2 separate regions of the Mus musculus genome follow, and region 1 is linked to region 2. Evidence: chromatin contacts called from public HiChIP or PLAC-seq data. All regions are on one chromosome and are shown on one strand. The core of a region is the stretch at or near the end of the contact, and the rest is flanking DNA. Distances in the headings are between cores, read along the strand shown. Region 1 has its middle 21 kb from the start of Klhl8. Region 2 has its middle 29 kb from the start of Aff1.

Evidence for each region. HiChIP or PLAC-seq counts read pairs in DNA pulled down with a chosen protein or histone mark.
Region 1: an H3K27ac HiChIP or PLAC-seq map of embryonic stem cells shows a contact between it and region 2, with 8 read pairs. The contact joins two enhancer-like sites. A contact is called at or near these places in 4 of 484 Hi-C or Micro-C datasets (the AML12 cell line, the G1E-ER4 cell line, cerebral cortex and 1 more) and 4 of 115 datasets of contacts at active chromatin or transcription factors (bone marrow-derived dendritic cells, embryonic stem cells and pancreatic cancer cells).

What each region holds. Positions count from the first base shown.
Region 1 is chr5:103,929,442-103,935,423 of GRCm38.p6, reverse strand. No RefSeq gene overlaps it. Among named protein-coding and RNA genes, the nearest start is that of Klhl8, 21 kb to the right of the region's middle. Within about 2 kb of position 3,428, at least 5 of the 459 cell types and tissues checked have an H3K27ac peak or open chromatin away from gene starts, as enhancers often do. A contact at or near this core is called in embryonic stem cells, where this site is marked.
Region 2 is chr5:103,721,753-103,727,745 of GRCm38.p6, reverse strand. It overlaps a transcript of Aff1 not described here. Among named protein-coding and RNA genes, the nearest start is that of Aff1, 29 kb to the left of the region's middle. Within about 2 kb of position 1,770, at least 84 of the 459 cell types and tissues checked have an H3K27ac peak or open chromatin away from gene starts, as enhancers often do. A contact at or near this core is called in embryonic stem cells, where this site is marked.

The sequences.
Region 1 (5,982 bases), core at 2,179-4,678, 210 kb before region 2:
CTTTGGATGAACTGGTTAACTCTTTGTGAACCAGAGAAGAATGGAAGGAAAAGAATGAAGATGCTGCATACAGGCAAATATGGACAGACACATATACATCAATACAGCCATACTCTGTCAGAGTCTGACCATCTGTCTCAATCAACTCCACAAGTATTCACACATGCTTACACACATACACTTGTACCTACATACAAACAAGTAGACCAATAAACATACACATTTGGATGGATAGGTAGATGGATGGATGGATGGATGGATGGATGGATGGATGGATGGGGCAAAGCCTACCCAAGCCAAACCGTTCAACCAACAACCAACAACTTTATTTCTTTTTTCTGGTCTTTTTATACAGTTTTAGAAAAAAAAATCTTTAGAAAATTACTTCAAAGATAAAATGTTATATAGAATGGGATTTACAGAAGGATGTTAATATTAAGTTCAAAGCAGTGTTTTACTATAATACGCTCACTATAAGTTCAAAGCAACAGTTTTTACATGGCCTTGCCTTATCATAGTGCAAACCTGTGACTTCATCCTTGGACCTAAATGTTTTCCCTTGGACATAAATTTGTCCCTAGCCTCTTTATCTTTTTAGTGTAATTGTGAAAGCCCATTGTGTTTCTTATTATGTAGCCTTTACTTACTATTCTGAAGAGTGGGCACATTCTATTCTGGATTCTAACTTTTTCACATCTCTCTAGCAGCTAAGACCATCTCTAAAAACTTGCTTCCTAAAATTATTTGAATCAAATCAGGAATTCTATAGAATTATTATCTATTTGTCTATATAGCGTCACTATAGTACATCTTCATGGGTCTAGAGAGATCTGCTTTTTTCATTGGTCTTGGAGATTTGAACTCTGGTCATTAGGCTTGTCAGCGCGTGCTTTCACCCACCCCGCCATCACCTGAGCATACTCGTAGCAAGCTTTTGTATATTGTGCTGGCTAACTATATGTTGACTTGACCCAAATGAGAGTCATTTTGGAAGAGAGAAACTCAACTAAGGAAATGCTCCCACCAGACTGACCTATGGGCAAGGCCGTGATGCATTCTCTCTCTCTCTCTCTCTCTCCCTCCCTCTCTCTCTCTCTCTTTTTTCAATTTCTACCTCTTTACTTTTTTTCTTTTTTAATATTTTTATTAGGTATTTTCCTCATTTACATTTCCAATGCTATCCCAAAAGTCCCCCATACCCTCCCCCCTACTCCCCTACTCCCCTACCCACCCACTCCCACTTCTTGGCCCTGTACTGGGGCATATAAAGTTTGCAAGACCAATGGGCCTCTCTTTCCAGTGATGGCCGACTAGGCCATCTTTTGATACATTTGCAGCTAGAGACAAGAGCTCCAGAGTACTGGCTAGTTCATAATGTTGTTCCACCTGTAGGGTTGCAGTTCCCTTTAGCTCTTTGGGTACTTTCTCTGGCTCCTCCATTGGGGGCCCTGTGATCCATCCAATAGATGACGGTGAGCATCCATTTCTGTGTTTGCTAGGCCCTGGCATAGTCTATATCAGGGTCCTTTCAGCAAAATCTTGCTAGTGTATGCAATGGTGTCAGCGTTTGGAGGCTGATTATGGGATGGATCCCTGGATATGGCAGTCTCTAGATGGTTCATCCTTTTGTCTCAGCTCCAAACTTTGTCTCTGTAACTCCTTCCATGGGTGTTTTGTTCCCAATTCTAAGAAGGGGCAAAGTGTCCACACTTTGATCTTCGTTCTTCTTGAGTTTCATGTGTTTTGCAAATTGTATCTTGTATCTTGGGTATTCTAAGTTTCTGGGCTAATATCCACTTATCAGTGAGTGCATATCGTGTGAGTTCTTTTGTGATTGGGTTACCTCACTCAGGATGATGCCCTCCAAGTCCAACCATTTGCCTAGGAATTTCATAAATTCATTCTTTGTAATAGCTGAGTAGTACTCCATTGTGTAAATGTACCACATTTTTTGTCGTGATGCATTCTCTTGAGTGATGACTGATGTGGGAGAGTCCAGCCCAGTGTAGGTGGGGCCACACCTTGGATGCTGGTCCTGAATGCTATAAGAAAGCAGGCTGAGAAAGTTGCGAGGAGCAAGGCAGTAAGTGGCACTGCTCCCTGGCCTCTGCATCAGCTCCTGACTCCAGCTCCTGCTGTAAGTTCCTGCCCCAGCTTCCCTGGATGATGGTCTATAAGCTGTAGGATGAAACAAACCTGTTTTCTCCCAACTTGTTCTCTGGTCATGAGTGCTTTATCGCAGCAATGGGCACCCTACTAACCCATGCATCGTCATGAACAATGCTGGAGGAATCATAATACTTATTTTAAATTATACCACAAAGCCATAACAACAAGACCAGCATGGCACTGGTCCAAAAACAGACCCAGTGAGCTGTGGATGGTGACAGAGGGCCCCTGGAAATGACTGATATCACTACAGCATACTTTGGAGAAAACGGCGCTAGGAAAATTTAGTGTATATTAAATCAATCAATTAATTAATTAGCATGTAGAAAAACGGAAAACAGATTCTTATCTCCTCGCCTACACAAAATAAGTTCAAAATGGATCAAAGACCTTAATGTAACAACTGATCTTGAAACTGGGGGAGAAAACACTTCAAGGTACAGACATAGGTATCCAAGAAGTTCCTGAATAGATGTCTAATAGTTCAAGACAGAAACAACAATTATCAAAGCAAAGAGAGCCTCACGCAGTGGGGAAAACTTAACTATTCATTTGATTGGAGCTAGTATCCAGAGTATATAAACAATAAAAGAATAAAAAATACAAATAATCCAATCAATAGGTTGGCAAATGAATTGATCAAAAAGTTATTAAAAGAAGTATAAACAGTCATAAACATGGGGGAAAGTTCAACATCCTTAGCTGCTATGCCCACTCCAGTGAAGTCTGCTTGACAGGCGGAGAGGCCTGGAAGCACTCACGAGGCAAAGAGTTTTAAGGAAACTCAACCTCCTGAAACCTTGGCATTCTCATAACCTGTATACTCAAACCCTATCCCCGCATTAGTATAGTGTATGCTCTCTTTCAGTATTGTTTTATTATAAGTGACTTTAAAGATTGAATTTTAATATAGGTGAGCCTCCACCAGTGTTCCAGCATCCTAGAAAATCCTTGAAGCTGAGGAGCTTGGAATTCAGTAGGAATTCAGTGAGAAGTTTACCTATTCAGTAACATTCAAATTTACTTCTAGTAGAGACAGTGAAACTAATTAGGCATTACAAAGAACAGAGCTAGAATAGCTCCAGGATAGTCTGCAGAGTGATTACTTAGGACAGTAGCCAGTCTCACCCAAACAAGGGAATACACAATGGCCTAGCTAATAGGTGGGTTTACCATAAAAGAGTTAGGGAATCCTCCTGAGACAGGTTTCTTCACTAGGCCCAAAGGAACAGCATGATCAGGCATTTACTAAGAACCCCTGGTGGTGGGCTTAACAATAGACTAGCATTACAACTGGCTCCCTTCTTAGTGGTAAATGAGGCCTGGTCCCTGCCATTTTTTGATGTATACATTCCTTTTGTTTTCTGGAGGCCTGGTCCCTGCCATTTTTTGATGTATACATTCCTTTTGTTTTCTGTCACTGTAACTTAGCGGATGTGTTCTCCTGGTTTCTTGTTATTCTTCTGTATAAAAAGTTTGATGCTCGATTTGACAAACTACACTCAGATTCAACATGCTCTCTCATGTCATCTTTGTTTGTCATTCGCTGACTCCTTCACCCACCTGCAACCAGAGACCCATTCCTCGCAGATAAGAGACCCAAAGGGGGGTTAGTTTGCAGCACTTAGCTATCAGGGAAATGCAAATCAAAAGTAGATTCCATCTCACTTCACTTAGAACACTGTCATCAAGAAAATAAATAACCTGGCATGGTGGTGGACACATTCAATGCCAGCACTGGTGGGGCATGGGGGGAGGCAGGTGAATGTCTGTGAGCTGGAGGCCAGCCTGGTCTACACAGTGAGTTCCAGGGCAGCCAAGATTACATTGAGAAGCTATGTTTCAAAATAAGATAAATAACAAGTGTGGTCCAGTTTTTCTTAATGCCGTGAGTGAATAAGTCTCCCTGCCCTTTCCAGGGGCCTGTCAGAGTGCACTAGGGGTGACTCGGGGTCCTCTGAGAGTGCGCTGGGGTCGACCCAGGGGCCTCCAGGCTATTTATAATGACCATGGCCTTTACTTTCTCTCCAGAGGCATCCAGAAAAGAAAATGCAAGTTTTTTATTTTTACGAGTTTTGGGGAGGGGTGGGGAGGGAGGAAGGGAGAGAGGGAGGGAGGGAGGGAGGAGAGGAGGGAGGGAGAGAGAGAGACTCAGCAACTCAATAGTACAAAGCTAGCTGCTATCAACAGTACTCAAGGGTGTTTTTCTGTAATAAAGACTGCTGACATTATTACAACCTCTCAGTAACTTCTACCATGTCTCCTCAGCCTTCTGCTGTGGTGGTAGAGGGGACCTTCACCCTGCTCTCTAGAAGAAACTAATACAATGCAGGGTTTCTTGAGTTGTTATTGGACGTCTTTCCAGTACAGGGCTTGGCAAAAAAAAAAAAAAAAAGAGTTAAGAATTAAGATTTACACATTTACCTGAAGATTTGCCATCAGTACACATGTTGGCTATTCACGGGGAAAACAGAAATTAAACCATGAAGAACTTTTGCATACCAAGAAGAATTTGCATACCAGTATTGTTTCCGATGGCTATAATGGGTGTGAGGACCCCAGAGACTTCAATTCAAGATTGCTGTTCACTGCTGAGATGCCTTTTCTGCCTCTATTACATAGCTTAATGATTTCCTGGGTATTAGCCCTATTGTGGATAGCCCTGGGGCTAATTATATTTGATGTTAATTCCGTTCTCCTGTGAGTGGCTTCGAACAAGAAATGAGTCAGCACTCAAGTGATTTCCTGTAAACCTGCTTACCACCTTAATTTGTAAAATAAAGGAGAGCTGATGATTGGGCAGAAAAAAGGGAAGGTGAACGGAAGGTGGGGGGAGAAGAAGGAGAAAATGGAAGAGGGAGAGGAAGAAGAAGAAAAGCAGAGCAGAAGCACATGGCCTGGAGAAACCACAAGTTCTAAGGGGTCTCACAGATGGAGAAGATGGTAGTGTAGCGGTAGATCTGCCCAATCTAGGCACACAGCATGTATTCATATTACCTGAGTTGTTTTCATTGCCTGGGCTACTTGGGATAGAGAGTTTTACTGCAACACTCTATTGGGCATTTTTCCTGCAGAATCAATCTGAAGATGAACTTTCATGTAGTAATGCTTAGATGAATTGATGGTTTCATAATTCCTGATAAAGATTTTATAGAACTCCTAAACTGATACAACTATTCTCAAGTCCCCTATAGAATAAAAGCTGCAAATAGAGCCCTGTAAACCTCCATGTGTTGTGGGCTAATTGCAGTAGGAAAGTAAAACAAGCTTTGAATGCATTAATGATCAAGAAAAACACTCATTCTAGGTCAGGGCCAAGGATGAGGCCACAGGTGTACACTGTGATAAATCAAGATCATATGAAACTGTGGCTTTCAACTTATAAGGAGCCTGTAGAATGAAACACTGCTTTGAACTTATAATCTGCATTCTACTGTAACTCCCTTTTGTGTAACATTTTATCTATGAGGCATTTTTTTTCTTACATAGAAGACTTTTTTGTATAAAAAGCTGAAAGCAAAAATAAAGATTTGGTGTAGCCCTTTTCTGCTTCATCCAGTGTGCTTGTGTCTGTGTGCCTGCCTTCCTTCCTTCCTTCCTTCCTTCCTTCCTTCCTTCCTTCGAACATTTTGAACATTCTTTAACTATTTATGAAGGAATGTGCATGTGGCTATTGAAAGACAACTTGTGGGGGGTCAGCTTTTTCCTTCTACCACCTGACTCAAGATTATCCAGCTTAGGTGGTATCCTAGCTTGCTTTTCTGTTGTTGCAATAAACACCATGACCAAAAGCAATCTGAGAAGAAAAGGGTT
Region 2 (5,993 bases), core at 521-3,020:
ATCTTTTGGGTTTTTTTTTTTACAAATTCCTTTATTATTATTATATGTAAGTACACTGTAGCTGTCTTCAGACACACCAGAAGAGGGCGTCAGATCTCATTATGGATGGTTGTGAGCCACCGTGTGGTTGCTAGGATTTGAACTGAGGAACTTTGGAAGAGCAGTCCGTGCTCTTAACCGCTGAGCCATCGCTCCAGCCTGCCTTATGGATCTTACCTCTCTCCATACATTTTGCTGAAGTACAAAAGGAACTTTTCAGTGGGGATAACAAGGCAAACCTGGGCCATGGGAAAGGCTAAGCTCTGGATGTCCTGGAACTTACTATGCAGACCTGGTTGGCCTCAATCTGCTGGGATTTAAAGCCCCCCCCCCCCACACACACACACATACATTTAACCCTATTTTTACTGTACAAATAAAGGAACAATTTAGAGGGGATAATGCTGCCAGCTTTTCACATCTCGGGGGAGGAATTTCAAGACAGGATTTCTCTGTGTAGCCCTGGCTGTACTGGAACTCACTTTGTAGACCAGGCTAGCACCACCACAGCCCAGTGGGGGAAAAATTTTAAATGTAATTTTTTGCCCTGTTCTGCACCCTTGCCTCTGAAACACTAGTTCCCACTCGGAAGTCAGTACTCCATTCTTTTTTTTTTTTTTTTTTTTTTTTAAAGATTTATTATTTATTTATTTATTATATGTAAGTACACTGTAGCTGTCTTCAGACACACCAGAAGAGGGCATCAGAACTCATTACGGGTGGTTGTGAGCCACCATGTGGTTGCTGGGATTTGAACTCCAGACCTTTGGAAGAGCAGTCGGGTGCTCTTACCCACTGAGCCATCTCACCAGCCCCAGTACTCCATTCTTAAGGAGATTTTCTATCTCAGGCATCAAGAGGCCACCAGAGTTAAATAAGTCTCTGCCGGATGTTGACAGTCTTAAAGAGAAGCAGCTGCAAAGCGTAACCGTTGGGACACTGATTGAGCTGCAAGGCCACCACCTGGCACCTGTGTGGGGCTGCACAGACCCAATAACTCTAGGAAACACCACCTCATGAGTGTGAAACTCTCTCTCTCTCTCTCTCTCTCTCTCTCTCTCTGTGTGTGTGTGTGTGTGTGTGTGTGTGTGTAGCTGTACAGCTCTGGGAGAGTCTAGGCAGAAGAGCCACCTCCTCCCTTATATTTTATACTAACAAATCTTTTCCCGACATATGGCTAGCCGCCTGAGCTCCCTCCCGTGTAATCAGCTTTGTGCCTTCAGCAAGAAAGGTACCTCTAACTGTGGTAGCCCTGCTAAGTGGATCCCTTAGGAACAACCTGCTATCTAGTTAACAGTGTCAGAAAAGACAGCTGGCTCCAGAAAGATCCAGCACAAATCTCTCCGAGGCAAGCCAGGGCACATAGTGTTTCCCTCTCTCCTGTTCCTAGTTCCTAAATAGCTAATGTGTAGTTGGGCTTGAGTTGAGGTCTCAGGGGCCCAATAACAACAGACCTTAAACCAGGCATGGTGGGTGGTTCATGCCTCTAATCCCAGCACTTGGAAGACTGAGGCAGGAGGATTGCTGGTGAGTTCTAGGGCTAGAGTGAGATCCTTTTTCAAAATCTATCAATAAAAATTAGAAAGGTAGTTTGACTGTCTGCCACAGATTAATCAGCTAATTTGTTCGTTTACTGTTTTCAAAATTGTAAATCTATTAGGAGTTGTAAGATTGAAATGAAAATATTATCTCCCCGGGGTCAGTCAGAGCTAGAATGAAACCCTGCAAAAAAGAGGAAGAAAGAAACATGGGGGGTGGGGGATGGTAGAAGGGAGGGATGTTTAAGAAATATAGCACAGAGCCTGGCTGTGCCCATTAAATATTAGTAGTTCTCGAGTAAATATTAGTGGCTCAAGACAGTGGTCGGTGGTACAGCACTTGTCCTCAGTTTTAGCCGAAGCCTGTTACAAAGAAAAGTTGTTTTATCCTGTGGCACTAATGCTCTAAACACTACTGGGTGTGCATAGCTAATGACATGCATATCTAACTAGCTGGTGTTACCCACTCTTCCTCTCAGGTGGATGAGGAGGGCTTGAATATAGTTGAGCACACTTCAGCTGGACTGTGTTTTCCCCTGCCAGCCCAGCTGTGACCTCTTTTCCCTTCCCCAATCTTCCAGCTAATAGACACAGATAGAGGTCTATTACCAAGTATTTGCAAATCGAAGAAAGCCTTAAAGTTCTCAAGAGATCAGTGCTGGGCTAGCCCCGCGCTCAGCGCTGTGCAGTCACAAAAGACATGTTCTGACCTCCAGCTTTGAGTCCTGCAGGGCTAGGCTGGAGGAGCCTAAGGAGGGACAGTGTACTTTACAGAGAGTTATCCCTAGCCTTCAGGGCCCAGTTAGTAGCATAAAATGTGACCTTGGTGCTGTTGCTTTGTGCACAGTAAATGGTTCCAAATACTAACTATATTTTCAGCTACAAGCTAAAGGTTTTGACCGCATACAAAGTCCTGTAACTACATCAAAACACCATCTACTGTCTTTGAGTGAACACTTTACAGCTGCCTTTGGATCACTTTTTACATAGTGACAGTTTTCTTTAGAGCTCAGCTCTGTGCCTTGCATGTGAGTGTATCTTCTGGTGTTGGGGTTAGGTGGGGAGAGAAATGATCTTAGCTCTCAATCTTCCAAGGACAGCAGGACTCAGAAATCCCACTCGGCTTAGTCTTACTAAGGACAAAAAGGACCCCTGCAGGGCCACCCTGTGCAGGGGACATCTTCCCAGGAGTTGAGAACCAGTGTGCATCCGTAGGTAACTGCAGTCTGCCAACAACTTTAACAAAGGTTGTTCTTCCAGGAAGAACAGCCAACCTTCAGGAGCAGGCAGCTTTCACCACTAGGAAACCCCGTTTTCTTTTAATTAAAAAACACAACAAAATCCTAAAGGCCATCCAACAGCTTTGTTTACTAGTAAGAGTGGAGCAGCCCGCATTTATCAGCCCAAGGGATTCTTTTACACTTTGATGTGGAAGGGTCGGGCCCCATTGTGATTTCAACGACTCCGATTGAAACCCTTTCACTTGCAAACAAAGCCCAGCCCCCAGTAAGAGCCAACTGTCAGAAAAAAAATTCATTGCTTCTGCCTCCAATTATTTATCGAAGTTGTGGGAGAAGTCTCTTTAAGATCTCTCTGGGGGAGAAGTCTCCAGCATACCCCAGTGCATTCCAGTTTGGTCTGCCTAGAATGGCCCTTTCCCCAACCCCACCCAGAGGGGAAAACCTCTTGCTACCAGCAACCCATCTGGAACAACTTTCTCTGGTTTTTATGCTTTCCCAGAAAGCCCCGGGGGTCTAACCTTACAGGTCCTTCAAGTATTCCCCCCTTAGGGCAAGACAGTGATTCTACAAGGTAAGGCGTAAAGAATGCATTATGCTCCCTCGTGGATATCACAAGGTACCCAAAACCCCTTTCACCAACCTTACCTGTGTAACTTTCTTTTAAGGAATTTTAAATGTTTAAAGAATTCTAAAGTAGATAAGAAGTCAGCTCGGATACAACAGAAAGGAAAGCACCCAGCAGGAGGACTTTCATTGATCATTTGTTTTTGAGACAGGGTCTCTCAGTTGTCCAAGCAGTCCTAGAATCATAATACCCCAAGCTGGTCTTAAACTCAAAGATCCTCTACCCTCTGACTCATAAACACTGGAATTAAAGGCATTCTATACCACGCCCAACAGGATTTTTAAAAAGTAAACGTTTTAAATTAGAGCACACCATTTTTTTTAGAAATCAGGGGTTGGTAGCACACACCTTTAATTCCAAAGGTAGCTATCTTAGTGAGTTCAAGAACAACCTGATATACAAATGGAATTCAAGGCTAATTGGGGCTGCAGCGTGAGACCCTGTTCCAAAAAACAAAAACAAAAACAAAAAAATCTGATTGTAGATCTTTAGGCAGTCACCCTGGTGCACAAGCGCAATCCCAGTGTTCAGGAGATGGAGGCAGGAGAGCGAGCTTGATGCCAGTCTGGACTTCTAGCAAGACCATGCCTCAAAAATTAATAACATAATTAAATATATGCTTTGAAATGTTTACCTTTTGTGTGTGCATGCTTGCGCACACTACTACACACATGGAAACCAGAGGTCGGCGGCTTATAGGAACAAGTTCTCTCACTTATATGAGTTCTGGTAAACAAACCCAGGCCAGCAAGCAGCAGGCACCTTTACCCACTGGACGATCCAGTGGGCAAATATACACTTCTAAAAGTATACCCAGTTGAGAGTGGGGTTCAGTCGTGAAGGTCTGAGTAGGATGCTTAAGACCCTGGGGTCCAACACCAGCACCATCAAAACAAAGAAAAAAATACTGCAAGGACAACTGACAGTTTGAAGCAACTATTTTCATCTTGACTCTCACTCGGCTTTTAACGTCCATTCAGGAAACAGGCATGAAAATCTTAGCCTTGGGGCATGAACATGTAAAGGGAGCCAGAAGCTGGGACTGGGAGCTGCCCTGTGTATATGCAGGGTGATTTGTGGCATCCCTCCAAACTCCCCAAGTAAGATTACCCTGTTCTAGAGGACGCCAACCAAATCCCGACCCTGGCTGGCAGCGCCCACCTGATAATCACCTCTGTTCAGACTGGAAGTCAAGGCCCCCACAAAGAAGCAAACAGATACTCAATGAGGAACATACCTGACATAGAAGTCCCCGAGCAGACAACGCCCTCACCCCACAATAATCAGGATCCGTGTTCTAGAGAAGGGCTTCAAAGCAGGAGCTGACACAGACCTAGTGCCTGTGTGAACTTCAGCCACTTCACTTGCTTAAGTCAAGATGCAAGCAAGTTTAAAGCATTTCAAGTGCTTCTGAGGGCCAGGCGTGGTAGTACACACCTTTAATCCCAGTATATGGGAGTCAGGGGAAATTCTGAGTTCCATGACAGCTTGATCCACATAGTCAGTTCCAGGCTGGCCAAAGTTACAAAGTGAAACCTTGTCTCAAAAAACACAGAAAAGAAAAATCAAGTAGCTTCAATTGCTTCCTCTTTTGGTTGCCGTTGTAAGGTAGGTTTGGTTTACTAAAATAATTAACACCCTGACTTAATACATATATGCTGTCTTTCTTGTACCAATTTCTTTATCTTTTATTTATTTTGAGACAGAGTCTCCCTGTGTTGTTTTGGCTGACCAGGTATTTCTCTATTTAGACCACCAGACTGGCCTGGAACTCAGAGATCAGCCTGTTTCTCTCTCCTGAGTGCTGGGATTAAAGGCATGTGCCAGACCACAACAGACCCCCACACCACACCAAGTCCAGTGTTTATTTAAGTGTGTGTGTGTGTGTGTGTGTGTGTGTGCGCTCAGAATAGAACCCAAGGCCAGTGGATCTTTTACATTTGTTGTGCCAGGCGTGGTGGCGCACGCCTTTAATCCCAGAGTTTGGGAGGCGGAGGCAGATTTTTGAGTTCGAGGTCAGCCTGGTCTACAAAGTGAGTTCCAGGACAGCCAGGGCTACACAGAGAAACCCTGTCTCGAAAAACAAAACAAAACAAAACAAAACAAACAAACAAAAAAAGTTACATTTGTTGTTATTACATTTGTTTGTTTGTTTGTTTGCAGTCTGCCCAACTGTGTGTGTGGCAACAGCCTGGGGTCACAGTCAGTTCCCTCCATCCACCCGTCTAGTTCCTGGATCCTGAGGCTTGAGTTCAAGGCACCTTTGTTCGCTGAGCCACTTTATCAGCCTCCTATAAGTCTTACTTTAATTATTTCTTAACAGCTATTTATTTTATTTATAGGAGTACACTGTAGCTGTCTTCAGACACACCAGAAGAGAGCATGGGATCCCATTTTGCAGATGGTTGTGAGTCACCATGTGACTGCTGGGAATTGAACTTGAGGCTTCTGGAAGAGCAGCAGTCAATGCTCTTAACCGCTGAGCGGTCTCTTCAGTCAGTCCCCCAAGCCTCCACCCCTGTCTTTTCTATGACAACAAAACAGTATCTT